2 separate regions of the Sus scrofa genome follow, and region 1 is linked to region 2. A link is a contact called in public Hi-C data. All regions are on one chromosome and are shown on one strand. The core of a region is the stretch at or near the end of the contact, and the rest is flanking DNA. Distances in the headings are between cores, read along the strand shown. Region 1 has its middle 29 kb from the start of PRRC2B. Region 2 overlaps NUP214 (nuclear pore complex protein Nup214).

Region 1 (5,382 bases), core at 284-2,783, 140 kb after region 2:
GGTAAATCGTTATAAACCCTAACTGGGGAACTCAAGGGCTGGGTGGTGGAGAAATGTTCCCACCTCCACCTCCCTCTGCAAGGCTGTGTACAATGACAAGGAGGCTCTTGTGGGGTGGGGTGTGGGCAGCCTCCTGGAGCCTGTGGGAAAGTGGGTGCAGAAGGCTGAGCCAGAAGCCAGAAGGCTTCTCTCCTGGGGCGCCTGTCTTTTTTTTTTTTAATGAGTGTAATGTTTATTTTAGATTCTCTCTCTCTCTAGCTTTTTTTTTTTTTTTTTTTTTTTTTTAGTTTTTTGTCTTTTTTGCCACAAGGCAGCATGTGGTAATTCCCCGGCCAGGGACCAAACCTGCACCATACAGCAATGACCAGAGACACAGTGAAGAACACAGGAGCTGAACCCACTAGACCATCAGAGAACTCCCTGGCTCTTCTCTTTTGCTGCATCCGGCTCATTTCACCCTCTGCAGTCTGGCTCCCTCTGTTGCCATGGCCACCCCACCGCCCCCCTCACCTGCATCCAGGACCTCTTCCCTCAGACAGCGCCCATCCCACGCGAGATTCCCTGAGACCTAATTCCAAATATCCCGAGAGCTCATCGGCGGGGCCATGGACAGACCTGGCTTCTGTTGGGCCCCCAGCTGAGCCCAGTCCACTTTGGCTGCCAGCTGGGGACCCCATGTCAGGCAGACAGGGAGCTCTCTGAGAACCAGGCTGGGCTGCCCCCACTGAGGCACCCTCTGTGACAAGGACAGGCTGCCACAGGCCCTCCAGAAAAGGTCTCTTCTGGAAAAGCAGCTCCTGCTCCTTGGCTCGTCTCGTGTGCCCAGCCATGGAAGGGCACTGCCTCGCTACAGCCCTGAACAGGCTTCCTATCTCCACCTCACTGTCAGGTGAAGTGACTTGCCCCCAGGCCACCTGGCAGCTCAGACCCGCAGGGCCTCCAGCCTGGGGTGGGCAGTGCCGGGGGGAGAGAGGACGCTGGGGAGTCAAGAATATTCCTGCTGGGCTCAGCCTCTGAGTCTTGTGATGCTGAAATTCAAGAGCCCCCTGACTCAGCAGGATATTAATAAGCCTGGCGGACTCCCAGGGGACCAGCTCTGCCTGGGGCCAGAGCAGAAGGACTTCTAGCCCAGTGGCCTGGGATCTCCCAATGTCCAGAGCCGGCCCCATGGCCCCAGCTCCTGCCCCTCCCCCTCTGCCTGCCCCAGCCCAGCCTCTCCTGGCAGTAATTCATGGGGCTATGGGGGGGTGAGGAGAACTTTCCCCACGGCTGAGTGGGCCTGGACAAATCTCACTGAGCTTAGAAGCATCTAGAAGAGACGAAGCAGGAGAGACAGAACCAAAGAGCCTGGGGGAGGCAGGGTCATTGGTTAATGGTCTGGGTTCAAGTTTGGCTCTCCCACGTCTAACTTGGAGACTTGGGACCAATCACTTAACAATGCTGAGTGTGGTTTCTTAATCTTCAAAGTGGGATCCTAACAGCTTAGTCCTGGCTTTGGTGTGAGGATCCAATGAGGTGGTTGTCGCAAAGGGCAAGTTCCAGGAATGCCAGCTCCTCCTCACCTGTCATCACCACTGTCGCAGCTGATGGGCTGGATGGTCCATTCTGGACTGGGTTTCTGTCCCACAGCGCTCTCTAGTGGGAAAAGGTGGTTCCTGCAGGGACTCCCTGCAGGTTGTGTGGGCATCTCTGCTTCTGAGCCCCAAAAGGTCCAAGATGTCGCCTTTCGGATTGGCTTAAGCTCATGGCCCCTGTGACATACTGGCAGGGCAGGCAACGAGGAAGAAGACCCACTCCCTTCCCTTCGAAGTTCAAAACACGACAGGCTGGTTTGGCATCAGCCCCATTGTGCGCCAGCCCCCTCCACCCTAGGGTCAAGCCACCACCGCCCTGGTCCTCAGAGACCTCATCGACAAACAGGAAGCCTTGAAGACCAGCATAGGAGCTGGGCGCTCAGGAAGTGGCAGCCGACCAGGTGCTGGCCCACCAGCACTTAGGGGACTGTGATTCACTCCAGCCAGCGGCCCTGAGGGTGGTGGATTCAGAGAGGGCGAGGCCTGGGGTCCTGGGGCGGCAGGGTCCTTTCCAGGGCTGCCTAAGTGGAATTTTTCTTTCTTTTTTTTTTTTTTTTTTGGCCTCGCCCGTGGCATGTGGAAGTTCCCAGGCTTGGGATCAAACCTGAGCCACAGCAATGACAACGCCAGATCCTTAACTGCCAGGGCCCAAGGGAAGTCCCCAAGTGAAACATTTGCCTTCAGCAGACCCAGCGTGTCTTCTGCCTGCTTCCTAGCACCTGCTGCTGCCCCAGACTGGACATCCTGTGAGCTTAAACCCCCTGCTTCGGGCTCACACACCATTGAGGAGTTCCCTCGTGGTACAGCTGGTTAAGGATCTGGTGTTGTTACTGCAGCACCCCATTCCCTGCTGTGGCACAAGTTCAATTCCTGGCCCAGAAATACCCACATGCCACCGGCACGGCCCCCCCCAAAAAAAGCCATTGAAATTTTGACAAAGATTGTATTGAATCCGTATATTTCTTTGGGTAGTATTGTCATCTTAACAACACTAAGTCTTTCAATCCAATGTCTTTCCATTGATGTACGTCTCCTTTTATTTCTTTCAGCAATATATACATTTTTTTTTTTTGGTATTTTTAGGGCCATACCCTCAGCATATGGAGGTTCCCAGGCCACGGTCGAATTGGAGCTGCAGCTGCCGGCCTACACCACAGCTCACAGCAACACCAGATCCTTAATCCACCAAGGGAGGCCAGGGATCAAACCAGCATCCTCATGGATACTAGTCAGCTTCGTTTCTGCTGAGCCACGATGGGAACTCCTATTTCTTTCAGCAATATTTTGTAGTTTTCAGTGTGCAAGTCTTACCCTTTCTTTGCTGAATTTGTTCCTAAACATTTTATTCTTTTTGTGTGATTATAAATTAATAATTGTTCTCAGAGTTCCTGTCGTGGCTCAGTGGTTAACGCATCTGACTAGGAACCATGAGGTTGTGGGTTCAATCCCTGGTCTTGTTCAGTGGGTTAAGGATCCGGTGTGGCCGTGAGCTGTGGTGTAGGTCGCAGACTCTGCTCGGATCTGGCATGGCTGTGGCTGTGGCGTAGGCTGGAGGCTACAGCTCTGATTAGACCCCTAGCCTGGGAATTTCCATATGCCACAGGAGCGGCCCTAGAAAAGACAAAAAGACCCCCCCAAAATTATAATAATAATAATTGTTCTCTTTATTTCCTTTCTGGGATTGGTCACTTTGGCATATAGAAATACAACTGATAGCCGAATGATGATTGCATATCCTTCAACCCTGCCGAATTCACGTACTAGCTCTAATAGCGTTTTTTTGGTAGTTGCTTTAGGATTGTCTATGTATAAGATCATGTCATCTGCGAATAGAGATAATTTCACTTCTTCCTTTCCAGTGGGGAAGCCTTCGATTCCTTGTGCTTGCCTGACTGCTCTGGCTAGAATTTCCAGTACAATGTGGAATAGGAGCAGCAAAAGCAGCATCCTTACTTTGCTCCTGCAGAACCTGGGTCTTGAACCCACACCAGACTCTCTGTTCTAGTTCAGCCTGATTCTTGATTCAGGCAGGAGATTACAGTGTGTGCTTGTAAGGCCAAAGAAACAGGTGGAAAGGGAGGAAGCCAGTGCATTAACCCACCATAGTATTTATGCCCCACCCAACTGCCAGAGCGGGCAGGTGAGAGGCAGTGCTGGTCTCAGCTGTGGCTTGAAACCAGACTTTGGACAAGTGCCCCAAAGCCTTTGCACGTGAAGGCTTGAGTCCCTGATGGCAGACCGCCTGGCAGCCTGTGGCACGAGCCTGTAGCAAGCTGTGATGGTGCAGTGCCTCCCATGGGCTGGGCTCCTGCCCTTCCAGGGACATGTCTTGAAGGAAACCCTTAACTATATTAGTGTAGTATATTGAACCCCTACAAGAAAATGAAGGGTTTTTAAGAAAATTTTTTTATTAAGGCATAGTTGATTTACAGTGTTGTGCCAATTTCTATTGTACTGCAAGGTGACCCGGTCATACTTATATATAGTCTTTTTCTTACATTATTTTCCATCATGGTCTGTCCCAGGAGCCTGTATATAGTTCCCTGTGCTGTACAGTAGGACCTTGTTGTTTATCCATTCTAAACAGAATAGTTTTCCTCTATGAACCTCAAACGCCCAGTCCATCCCACTGCCTTCCCACCTCCCCTTTGGCAACCACAAAATCTGTTATCTGTGTCTGTGAGTGTGCGTCTTTTATAGATAGGTTCATTTGTGCCATGTTTTAGATTCCACATCTAAGTGATATCATATGGTCTTTGTCTTTCTCTTTCTGACTTACTTCACTTAGTGTGAGAGTCTCTAGTTCCATCCATGTTGATTATTTTGTGCTTTTTTATGGCTGAGTAGTATTCCATTGTGTATATGTACCACATCTTCTTAATCTGTTCTTCTTGCAAAGGACATTTGGATTGTGTCCATGCCTTGGCTATTGTGAATAGTGCTGCTATGAACATGTGGATACATGTGTTTTTTTGAATTATAGTTTTGTCCAGATATATGAGCAGGAGTGGGATTGCTGGGTCCTATGGTAGGTCTATATTTAGTTTTCTGAGGTACCTCCATACTGTTTTCCATGGTGGTTGTGCCAATATACATTCCCACCAACAGTGTAGGGGGGTTCCCTTTTTCCACACCCTCTGAAGCGTTCGTTCTTTGTGGACTTATTAGTGACGGCCATTCTGTCTGGTGTGAGGTGGCACCTCACCGCAGTTCCAATTTCCATTTCTCTAATGATTGGTTATTTTTTCATGTGCCCGTTGGCCATCTGTATGTCTTCTTTAGAGAAATGTCCATTTAGGTCTTCTGTCCATTTTTAAATTGGGTTTTTTGAGGTTTTTTGTTGTTGAGTTGTATGAGTTGTTTGTATATTTTGGAGATTAAGCTCTTATCAGTGCATCATTTCCAACTATTTTCTCCCGTTCTATAGGTTGTCTTTTTGGTGGTTTTTTTTTTTTTTTTTTTTTTATGGTTTCCTTTGCTGTGCAAAAGCTTGTACGTTTGATTGGGTCCCATTTGTTTATTTCTGTTTTTATTTCTATTGCCTTGGGAGACTGACCTAAGAAAACATTTGTACAGTTGATGTAAGTGAATGTTTTGCCTATGTTCTCTCCTGGGAATGTTATGGTATCTTGCCTTCTGTTTGTCTTTAAGCCATTTTGAGTTTATTTTTGTGCATGGTGTGAAGATGTGTTCTAGTTTCACTGATTTACATGTGGCTGTCCCATTTTCCCAGCACCACTTGCTGAAATGAATTTTTTTTTTTTTATCTCTTGTCTTTTGTCTTTTTAGGGCTGTAGTTGCAGCATAT
Region 2 (5,185 bases), core at 734-3,233:
TGTTGCTTTAAGCTGCTGCTGCTTTTTTTTTTTTTTGTCTTTTCCAGGGCCGCTCTGGCGGCACATGGAGGTTCCCAGGCTAGGGGTCCAATCGGAGCTGCAGCCACCGCCTACACCAGAGCCACAACAACGCAGGATTTGAGCCGCATCTGCAAACTACACCACAGCTCACGGCAACACCAGATCCTTAACCCACTGAGCAAGGCCAGGGATCGAACCCACAACTTCATGGTTCCTAGTCGGATTTGTTAACCACTGAGCCACGACGGGAACTCCTGCGTTAAGCTTCTTAAAAAGAGACTCCTCTCTGTTCGAGGCAGGGTTTGAAAGCGGTTTGTCGTGACATTTTCCCATGTTTATCATATTTAGTATTTTCACCTCCACTTGTGTAGTGCTTTTTATCAGAGTGGCCTGGGTTATGGAGAGTCAGAGAACTTAAGCTCTCTTGGAATTGTTTTTCTCCAAGAACCTAATTTTACTACTTTGGGGGACCTTTGTGACACCATTACTCCTTTCTGAAGCAGTGCCCTAGCTGGCCGGAAGTGCAGACGTCGTTTGTAGACTCGGGTAGTAAGTACAGGTTATAGCGCCGTTTTCTGCCCGTGGTCCTTGGGGTTCTGTTTTCAGTTATGGAACAGAGCACTCAAATGAATTTCTGATGATCTCTTTTCAGGTCCACACTGCCAGGAAGTAGAAAACAGTCATCCAGGTGTGGTGTTTTCATCTCGAACATTTCTAGTTGTTGATTTCCATTGTTTAGGTTCATGATCATCCCCGAATCTTCGAAGCCGTTTATTCGGTGGCATACTATGCTTTTCTGTTCGTCCTCTTGGATCATAGTGGGTCCAATGAGGTCAGCTGATTTTTCAGCTGATGACACTAAACAGCATTTCTCTGCGGGGTTGTCAGGTGGCCCGGTGTGTCAGTATCGTGAATCCTAACTTGGTGTGTTTGGAGATTTAGAACACCCAAAAGAGTCACAGCATTATCACGAGTAAATAGAACAATAAATAATTATACCTCATCTGCTTCATGAATAGCTTAGTTTACCATCATGTCGTAACTAAATTGGGAGTGTCGGAAGTGTTTTAAAATTGGATGAATTGCTTCTTTCATTTTTATTTGCAGTTTCTTTTTTGCTTATCTTTGAGAAAACAGGAAAGATTTTCATTTCCCTTGTGATTTGCATGCGTTCACATCGTTTTTCCCCCAAGCGTGCTGTCTGCCCAGGGATTTCTCAGTCCCAAGAGCCTCACTCGCATGTTCTTTTTCTTGGTGATTCTGCAGCAGAGGGGGAGCAGTGGACCTGTGCACCTGCTTGGTGGACTATCTCAGGGGACAGGGATGTGTTTCTTCAGAGAGCTGGTTGTATATATATTCTTCTGTCTTCAGTGGAAAAATAAAGAGGGTTTTATTTCATTGAAAATAACTCCATTTTTCCTTCTCTCTCAATGTAATAAAGTTTTTGCTGGGGAAGGTTCCCATGTTATTCCAGCAGAGTATCCTAAGGTGATTTGGAAGATTGTTAAGTTGTTTTGATAATTTTTTTCTATGAGGCATGAGCTTATTTTTGTCTTCCTTCTTCCAAGTTAATTTTTTGATGGAAAATTATTACTCCTCCCTAAATGGGAGTCTGAAAAATAAAACCAGGTCCTATAATTGCTAGTGCTCTCCATACCAGTCAGTGGCGCTCTGGGCTGAGGACAGATAAATAACAGTTGCCTGCATCCTGTGTTCAGGGTTAACAAAAGGTGGTGGGAACTTTCTACAAATACAAGATGCACTTTGCATACAACAGCAGACGCGCAGGCTGGAAACTGAACGTGGTACCTCGGAGTCTCTGGCTGCTGATGGGATGAGCCCTGGGCTCTCGGGGCTGGTTGCTGTGCGCAGCCGAGGTTTCTCCTTTGAGCCACGCAGGCTGCAGATCGTGTACAGCCCCGAGATCCCGCTGAACGTTTTCTCAGGTTTGGGAAAGAGACTCGGGAATGCCCCACGTGATCTGGGATAGTGGTGCCGTGTTAGGGACGAGGTGGGGAAAGCTCACTCTCCAGGGAAGAGAAAGATCTACTTCTGAATATTTATAACTTTTTCCCTTAGAATGGCAGGAAGAAAATAGATTTTAGGGCCAGTGCTTTGACTTTTCTGCAAAGACTGAAGTTTCGTGTAAAGGATTTTACTCTTCAGTCAGAAGAATGTGCGATGACTTGGGCCAGGTCCCAGACGTCTATATTCTACCCAAAATTGGTATTATTTTTTTTTGGACAGAAGGCTGGCTGGGGGCCGAATGTGGTTTTTGCTTCGTCACGCCTTTCTCTTGAGTGTATGCTTTGTGTGTTTCAGCGCTTCAGTGCCGTACTCTGCAGCCAAGACACCTCACCCCGTGCTGAGCCCCGTGACTGCTAACCAGACTAAGCAGGTAACTTGCCAAGTTTTGCTTTGCTCACGTGACATGCAGTGACTGCCTTTGTCCCTGAAGACAGTACTCTTTGAAGTCCTTATGTTGATGAAATGACCTGTAAGTCTGACAAAGGCTTGGGATGCTTTCCCCACAGTTTATACCAGGCTTTATGTAGTAGGTCGGTCAGGACCTGACACTGTCTTTGGGGGCCGTTTGACATTCTGCATCTAGTCATCTCCAGTCATAGCTCTGATACCTTGTATTCGTATGGGCAGTCTGGGTTGGAATTTACTTTCATTTAACCCGCCTCAGTTAACCCAGACTGCTGCCCCATGCAGTAGACCAGACAGGTGTTCGGGTATGTTCCATTAATGAAGGCTCAGGGAACTGACGCAGGCTGACCAGAGCCGGAACCCAAGTCATCCGCCTTCTTCCTGTCTCCCGCTTTGTTCATTGTCCCTTTCGGTATCAGCCTCTGGGGAATCGGGTCTCATGCTTTCTTCTGCAACCTCGGTTTTTCAGACCTTGCATATTCAGTGATTTTGTTATGTCTACTTTCTGGCTTTTGCCTGGTAAACATTGTCTCTTACAAAACTAGGTTATGTTATAAACAGTTGAGCAAATCCGGAAGAAAATGATAGGAGATGGCTGAAAGGTAGACCAGTGTTTCTCTGAAACTTTCCCGAGAGAACTTGGTTCCTCTGCTGCTCTAATATCTGTCTCTAGAAAAGTGATTTTAGATCATGTTTGAGATTGAACCTCAGAACCTGCCATAGTGAGTTCTCAGACTTGGCATCCTGCTCCTTAGTTTGCCGTGACTTATCATGGCATTTAAACTATTAGCATTTAGTGTTTCTTCTGGAGGTTTCATGTTCAGATAAGGGGACCCATGGTAAAGCGTAAATCATGACAAACGAGAGTAAAAGAACATCGACTGGAGATGGATAAGTTGAAGAGTTTTGCTTTTTAATCTTATCATAAGTCTATTGATGACCAGAACTTATTCTATTCATTTCTTTTTTTTGTTTGTTTGTTTTTTCTAGGGCCGCTCCTGCAGCATATGGAGCTTCCCAGGCTAGGGGTCTGATTAGAGCTGTAGCTGCCAGCCTGCACCACAGCCATAGTAACATCAGATCCGAATTGAGTCTGCGACCTACACCACACAGCTCACGGCAACGCTGGATCCTTAACCCACTGAGCGAGGCCAGGGATCGAACCCACACCTCATGGTTCCTAGTCGGATTCGTTAACCACTGAGCCACAACGGGAACTCCTCTATCATTTATTTCTGCCTTCACTTGTGTATCACATATTCCAGCACCTTTCATGTGCCAAGTGTTGTGTCAGGCACTGAGGCAATAACCACAAGCTAAACAGGCGTGGCTTCTTTTTTGGTGCTTGCAGGATATTCCTGTCTCTGATAGCATCCTACATGTGGTAAGCATTTAAAAATATGGGCCTACGTTGAAACTTAAAAAACAAAACTAAATAAAAGTGTTTGTACTTGCTTCTTTAAATTATCATTTAACATGTTCCTTATTTCAGAAGCTGGTTTGTGGTTTCACATAAATGCTTTGCTTCTGTTCTAGGGGTCGCTGATAAATTCCCTAAAGCCACCCGGGTCCACCCCAGCATCCAGTCAGTTGTCATCTGGTGATAAAGCTTCAGGTCAGTTTGTACTTTTGTCTTAGTGAAAATAAGGTATTTTCTAAGCTCCACAATGGAAATAATTGTTCTGGATCACAAAGGCAGCTGATGTGAAATCAGGTAAAGATGCATTTGAAAGGCCTCAGATACAGTTGCTGTAGAATCTCTGGGAAATTAACAAGCCCTGTGAGAACAGTAGGCGAAAACCTGGCTTTGAATGTTTTTCCTGAACAGAAGCACAGATGCCTTTGCTGGATGTCGAAGTTGAGAGCAGAGTGAATTGGAACATTGAGCTAATAACTCTGCTTCTTCTACTAACAGGAAAGAGAATCTCTCTGGAGTTCCAGCGACAAGTCCAGAGATGGGGAAATACAGAAAGGAAATGGATCTGACAAGATATGATCTCAGAGTAGATCTAATCCAGTATTCCTGAGCGAGGCCAGGAATTAAACCCTCATCCTCATGGGTACTAGTTGGGTTCATTACCGCTGAGCCACTATGGGAACTCCATCAAGGATTCTTTGGAGATCATTTGTCTCTCCTGAAGTTAAGAATCAGGAGTTCCTGTCAAACCTGGAAGGACAGGCCTCACTCATTTTAATGGGGGCCTGGGACCTCACTGGACAGTTGTACCCTCTAAGTTTTACCAGTAGTCAGGCAATAGTTCAGGCTGTCTTTGTTGTTGTTTTTGTCTTTTTCTAGGTCCGCATCCGTAGCATATGGAGGTTCCCGGGCTAGGGGTCTAATCGGAGCTGAGGCCGCTGGCCTATGCCAGAGCCTCAGCAACGTGGGATCCAAGCCGCGTCTGCAACCTACACCACAGTTCATGGCAACGCCAGATCCTTAACCCACTGAGCGAGGTCAGGGATTGAACCCACATCCTCATGGTTCCTAGTCGGGTTTGTTAACCACTGAGCCACGACAGGACCTCCAAGATTGTTTTTAATTTTTCAAGATTGTACGTAAGGCTGCATTGGGCATCCTTGTGCACATCCTCTTGTGTCCTAGTGGTGTTTTCAATAATTTTACAGATATTTACCCCTAGTTACTTAAAGAAAAGGTGTTTTTTCTTACTCTTCGGTTTGGTTTGGTCTTTTTAAATGTAATTCCCCCACTCCTCCCTCCTTTTGAAAAGGA

What was found. A called contact is a pair of places that touch in the nucleus more often than the background predicts.
Region 1: a contact with region 2 is called in a Hi-C map of psoas muscle, with 2.2 times the contacts expected there. The contact joins two enhancer-like sites. A contact is called at or near these places in 1 of 5 promoter capture datasets (liver), 8 of 47 Hi-C or Micro-C datasets (embryonic fibroblasts, fetal heart ventricle, heart right ventricle and 4 more) and 1 of 2 datasets of contacts at active chromatin or transcription factors (skeletal muscle).

The regions. Positions count from the first base shown.
Region 1 is chr1:271,305,363-271,310,744 of Sscrofa11.1, forward strand. No RefSeq gene overlaps it. Among named protein-coding and RNA genes, the nearest start is that of PRRC2B, 29 kb to the right of the region's middle. Within about 2 kb of position 1,534, at least 11 of the 83 cell types and tissues checked have an H3K27ac peak or open chromatin away from gene starts, as enhancers often do.
Region 2 is chr1:271,169,583-271,174,767 of Sscrofa11.1, forward strand. NUP214 (nuclear pore complex protein Nup214) reads left to right here. Exons shown (of 35, transcript XR_002337892.1): 25 at 2,344-2,419; 26 at 3,991-4,069. Among named protein-coding and RNA genes, the nearest start is that of NUP214, 68 kb to the left of the region's middle. Within about 2 kb of position 1,984, at least 7 of the 83 cell types and tissues checked have an H3K27ac peak or open chromatin away from gene starts, as enhancers often do.